2 separate regions of the Sus scrofa genome follow, and region 2 is linked to region 1. Evidence: chromatin contacts called from public promoter capture Hi-C data. All regions are on one chromosome and are shown on one strand. Each heading gives the region's core, a stretch centred on a gene start, on an enhancer-like site or on the middle of the called end of the contact. The rest is flanking DNA. Distances are from core to core; before and after follow the strand shown.

Region 1 (2,700 bases), core at 172-2,671:
AGATACAGGGGGTGCCTCCATGTGAGTGCATGTGTGTGTATCTATGCATGTACATGTATGTGTATGTATGAAGTCAATTACCCTATTATATAAGATGGGTGGAAAAGTTCTCATTGATAAGGCGACAGTAGATCAGAAACCTGGAGGCAACATGCAAATACCTAGAAATGAAGCATTTTTGGCAGAGGGGCCCAGCTCAGGCAAATAACACGAGAGATCACTTGTTTGGCAAGTTCACAACTGCCATTTTTTTCTAATGTTGGTGGTAGGTCTTAGCTGTGAGATTGGTGTACTTTTGATCCATTATGCCTGAATTTGGGAGTGAGCATAAAGGGATATTTGTCAAATGGATACAAGCTTGGGAAGTTGGCAATGACCAATATACTGAACCTAGAATTTATTTACTTGGAATTTCTAAAATGCAAAGAGCTTATTTACCTAAAATATTAGCTCTAGCTGCCTTATCACTAATTTAAAAACAATTACTTTTGAAGTGCTTATAATAGGTCCAGCAATTTCCAGCTGCAAAGTCAAAGGATGGTTGTGCCAAGCTCCTTGAAGGCAGGAAGCCTCAGACCCAGGAATACTTCTTAAGGAGCAAGTGCACACTTTCCATTAAAATAAAAATATTCCCTTTCCTACAGTCCCTAGGCCAGTGCATATAAGTTAATCCCATCTGCATTTAGTATGTGATTAGGAAAACCTCTAACAAGAATATTTTTTAAAAAAACTTTGGCCACAGAATGTTGCCACTTGACTGTTAAACTAATGTTTCCAGATTCTTCTGAGACAGGCAAAGTATGCATCCTGGCAGTTTGATCTGAATTTATGGCCTCCTTTAGTTTAATGAACCATTAAATTATATCACAATCCATCAGAGCTGCTCTACAAAACCCCTCTAGCAATGTTCATGAATCCCATCCTGTCCTTGGGGAGTTCTAGAAGATTCTAGAATCTTTTGATACATTGTAACCAAATGGTCAATGGCTCTTCCAATAACTTGGACCGACCTCATAAAGCACAGTGGACTATGAATTATCTTTGGTCAATTGAAAAATACAAAGGAAACAAATACCTTCAAAACTCTGCAACCTAAATTTTAAAATGTTATTACAATTTCTGATCTAAAACCCTCATACTACATTTGATCTACTCAATAAACACAGAGCACATCTAAAATAAGTTAGGCTTTAAGTGCTTTAAAATATAAACTTTAATGTGTAAAATTAGTAAACAGAAACCCCACCTAATAAGAGCTGGGAGGCCAGAAGGGGGAGCTCTCACACTCTGTGATGATTGCAGAGCCCAACAGGAAAAGATTACTCCTCTTTCCTGGCAAGGACCCAGCTATTGAAATGTCATGAACTCTTCAGTTTACTAAAGCCCCCCACCCCCCAGATTCCTTTTTCCCTCTATAAAAGCTTTCTCATTTCCTTGTTTTGCAGAGACTTGCATGTGACTCACTGTGGTTGCAGACTCTGAACTGCAACTCTGCTGATCCCAAATGAAATCATCTTTGCTGGAGAAATATCTGGCTGTCAGCTTGTTTGGGGCCAATAAATCCTTACAACAACCCTAAGATGCAAGTATTGTCACACACACATTTTACAGATGGGGAAACTGAGGTACGGAAAAGCTAAGAACTTGCTAAAGCTCATAAAGCCAAAAAATATCTGAACTGGAACTTGAACTCAAGCAGTCTGACTCTAACAGCCATCACTTGGTGACTATTCTGACCTATTCTTTCTCCTATTCCAGCTGTTAAAGGCTGGGGAGGGGGTCGTATCTGGAGGGAAAGCCAGAAGAGGAAGAGGAGAAGAAAATTCTTATAAACTTTTTCCTCCCTATAAAAGCTACGTATTTGTGGCAAATGCTGCAAATTACAGAAAAGAGAAAAAGTGAAAGTCCCTGTTCTAGATAATCATTAACATTTTGTTATGAAATCATTTTGGGTTTTTCCTGTATATCTGCAAATAAATGTGTTTTAGAGTTGTCATCTTATTGACTTTGTCCATGTTATAATACATCATAGGCATTTACTCCATCATTGAGTATTCTTTAAAACATTATTTTCAGTAGCTTCATAGCTTCAATTATGATAAGAACATGCCATAGTTTATTCTAATTTTAAAACACAGACACACCCTAAATATTTATGTTTGCAATTATGAACACCATCACAATCAATGTGTGATACCATCTCTGCTTATTCCTTCAAAATATGTTTCCTAGGATGAAATTACAGGGTTAAAGGATATATAAGATGTTAAGGCTTTTTTTATAAATTCCTTAATTTAGCCCTCCAGAAAGACTAGCAATTTGGAAGAAAAAGATATTTGGAAAAAGATTATTTTCTCCTGCTGCAAGCTTCTTTAGATGGGGTCACATCCCATCTAAGAGACATCCCAAGACAGACAGCCACAGGAAATGTCCTTCTACACAATGCTCTTTTCCATAACTCCTCTTGAAAGTGAGTCACATTAACCACTGTTTGATGGTAGCAAACTGCAAACAGACTCAAAGAGAATAAAATGGGAGATGGAAGAAGACGCTAAGGCTTGATTCTGCATGTTTAGGGCATAGGGGTTAGAAAAGCACTAACTGATTCTAATTAGCCACCCCTGCTTTACAAAAAGATTTACCTTCATTAATTTGGGGTTTTCAACTCAGATTCCTAGAGGATCCAGGCAGGTAAAGCAG
Region 2 (2,822 bases), core at 229-2,728, 1.1 Mb after region 1:
CTTTATCATCAGAAGGACAAAAAGTATACAACCTGGTTTAAGGAGGTTTTTTTTGTTTGTTTTGTATTGTCTACCAGGATTCTTGAAATCAAACTCTCACCTCCAGGATCTTTTCAAAATTTCTAGACATTTGAGTGATTGAGGGATAGCTCTGTCTGGAGGTAGGAGGCTGGAGGCTGAAATGATGACTGAAGTGGTTTTTTCCCAGTTTTTGGACCCCTCAGGTCTATGACAATTTCTGCAAGTAGACAGATACAGGTTTCCCGGAAAGGACTGAGCAAGAAGTCTGCACGATTACTTTATGACTCTTAAAAAAGTTGGAGTTTCATGTTGAGGACTAGAAGAGGTTTAGGTGGGTGGTAAGAATGCTTGTTTTCCTGGTTAGTTGGATATGCCACTGGCTTTATGTCTTCTGTTGTCCGGTGGTAAATGAAGCCACACTGTTGCTATGGAAAAGGATGGCAGTTTGGGATAATTTAGAGTGGCCCAGGGAAATCTGGGCAGTTGCTTAGTGTACCACACCTAGTATATGTTACACTACACATATCTCTTCAGTTTCCTGCAACTGAAATGACAAATAAGTGAGAAACTGAATTGTAATTTGATGGCTTAACTAAAAAAAATTAATCTTGGTAAACACGATAAATAAAGAAGAGTTCCGAAGAATTAGAGGGATTATTATTAAAATCTTATGATTTGAATAGCATTTATATTGTCGCTGAAGAAGCTGCAGCCGTCCTCAAAACTTTTAATATAATTTCCGACAGCAAAAATTCTAAATCCAGTCTAATTCAGTAGTAGAGGGTTTATTCCCATTGATTTCTCACATTAGAAAGCCTCTTAGACGTTGGTTGGTTTTACCTGTCACGAAATCCACTGTATCACTTTTATAAAACACTTCTTTCTATAAAAAGTGACTGGAAGAATCGAAAATTGTAAAATTGCACGTGCCTGAGCAGAAAACTCCAATCTTGGGATTTTCTCACAGGCGTGCCTAAACCGACCTCTGCTCCTAGCAGGTAAATTGCCAGAGGGGGAAGCCAGGGTCAGCCCAAAGGAAACCCTGTTGTGGGATTTCTTTCTTTCTCCCTTAAACTGATCACTTTTTAGGAGGAGTTCCCTCGGTATTCACTAGTCCAAAGTCCTGGCACCAGATTACCATCTTTTTTACCAAACTGCCCCCGCTTTCCCAAAGCCCTTTTGGTAAGAACTTCCCCTCGCGGTCGCCCTATTCCCGACAGTTCCCAGCGCCCCCAGTCTCGGGACGGCTTCCCCTCTTCAGCCCAGGATCCAGGGGTCCCCCAGACTCCTCCGGAGAAAATTCACAGCCCTTGCCCCCTGGCCCCGCGTCCCGACGAGGCGCCGGGGTGGGGGTGGGGCGGGGAGGGGCCGGGCTTCCCGGGGTCCCCGGGTGCTCCTGGCGCCCCCCGGAGGTGTGCCCGGGGAGGGGAGCGCGGGTGGGTGGGACCGGCCGGACGGGGTGGGGGAGGGGGAGGAGGAGTGTGTGTGCGAGCGTGTGTGGCTGGGGGAAGCCATTGCCTGTTTAATAGTTGCTGTTGCTGCACTTCCGCTTCTCTCCCAGCGAGAGAGACACGAGTGGCCAGGCCCAGCCGCAGCCGCAGCAGCAGCCGCCGCGGCGGCACGGAGCAGCCAGACACAAAGAGAGGTACGGGGATCCCCCCCGCCGCCTGCCGCCCCCCGGCCGCGCCGCCGGGCTTCGGGGACACCCCTCGCCGCCGCCCCCGACCCGCGCCGCCCGGGCCGCCGGGCACGGGGCCGGGGGCGCGGAGAGGGGCTAGGGAGCTCCGGGGGTCCGGGCCCGCCCGCGGGGGATGGGCAGGGCCCCGGGCCGCGTGGGGTGCGGGGCCGCCCGCGTCGGGGGCGGGGGGCACAGGGCTCGAACTGTCAGCGCTGCCCCGGGAGCCCCCCGCTGGCCGCCGAGGGGCCGGGAACGGGGGAGGGGAGGCGGGGAGCCCCGTTTTCCCCTGGGGCGGGGGCCCGTGGGGATTAACCCCTCCGGGGCGCACGGGCTCATTGTTATTCCTCAGCAGAGGAGGCCGAGTCCCCCCCTCACCCCCGCCCCCACCCGGGGTGCCGATCGGGCGTGTGCCTGGGACCCCCGCCCGGGCCGCGCAGACCCGACCCGCACGGTCCGGGGGCTGGCTGGCAAGGGGCGTCGGGGCGCGGCGGGGGCCTCGGGCCTCGTCGCTCCTACCCCCCTCCGGCCTCTCCCTTCCCCCACGCGGGCCCCCGCTGCCCGCCTCCGTCCCCCCGTTTCGGCTTCCTCTCTTACTCCTCTCCGCCCTCCTCTCCTCCTGACCTCGCCAAACTCGGCGGCTGGCCCCCAGCTCCCCTACGACCCCCGGAAAGCCGCCGAAAACAGCCCGAGGCCGGCTGGCCGCCGGGACCTTCCCTGCCCGCCCCGGCCGGGCGCCCCGCACCCCCGCCCGCCGGCTGCTCCTCTCCCCGCCCGGAGGGGAGCCCCGGGGGGCGAGGGAGGGGCTGCTCTCTGCCCTCCCAACCGTTTTCCCACCACGTCCCCCACATGGGGCCCCGAATAAACAAACAAGCCGCGTCCAATTTGCAAAAGCCATGATGGGCCCGAAGACTTTGAAAAGCGAGTGGAGGGCGGTGGGCGGCTGGGTGCACCCCCGGCCGAAGCCCTCCTGACAGCGCCCGAGTTCCTTATTTACACTGGCTGCATGGTTTGTGTTTCTGTTTTGTTTCCCTCCCCCTGCAGGGGCTGTTTGCGGGGTGGGGTGGGGGGTTCGCTATGTCGGATGACGATTCGAGGGCCAGCACCAGCTCCTCCTCATCTTCGT

Evidence for each region. Promoter capture Hi-C pulls out the DNA fragments that hold promoters and counts their contacts.
Region 2: a contact with region 1 is called in a promoter capture Hi-C map of liver, with 8 times the contacts expected there. The contact joins the promoter of LOC102160336 here to the enhancer-like site in region 1. A contact is called at or near these places in 1 of 5 promoter capture datasets (liver), 4 of 47 Hi-C or Micro-C datasets (embryonic fibroblasts, mesenteric adipose tissue, omental adipose tissue and 1 more) and 1 of 2 datasets of contacts at active chromatin or transcription factors (skeletal muscle).

What each region holds. Positions count from the first base shown.
Region 1 is chr13:9,493,905-9,496,604 of Sscrofa11.1, forward strand. No RefSeq gene overlaps it. Among named protein-coding and RNA genes, the nearest start is that of ZNF385D, 280 kb to the left of the region's middle. Within about 2 kb of position 1,422, at least 5 of the 83 cell types and tissues checked have an H3K27ac peak or open chromatin away from gene starts, as enhancers often do. A contact at or near this core is called in liver, where this site is marked.
Region 2 is chr13:10,604,359-10,607,180 of Sscrofa11.1, forward strand. It overlaps LOC102160336 (ubiquitin-conjugating enzyme E2 E1), which reads left to right and starts at 1,479. Exons shown (of 6, transcript XM_021071421.1): 1 at 1,479-1,666; 2 at 2,741-2,822. The coding sequence starts at 2,774.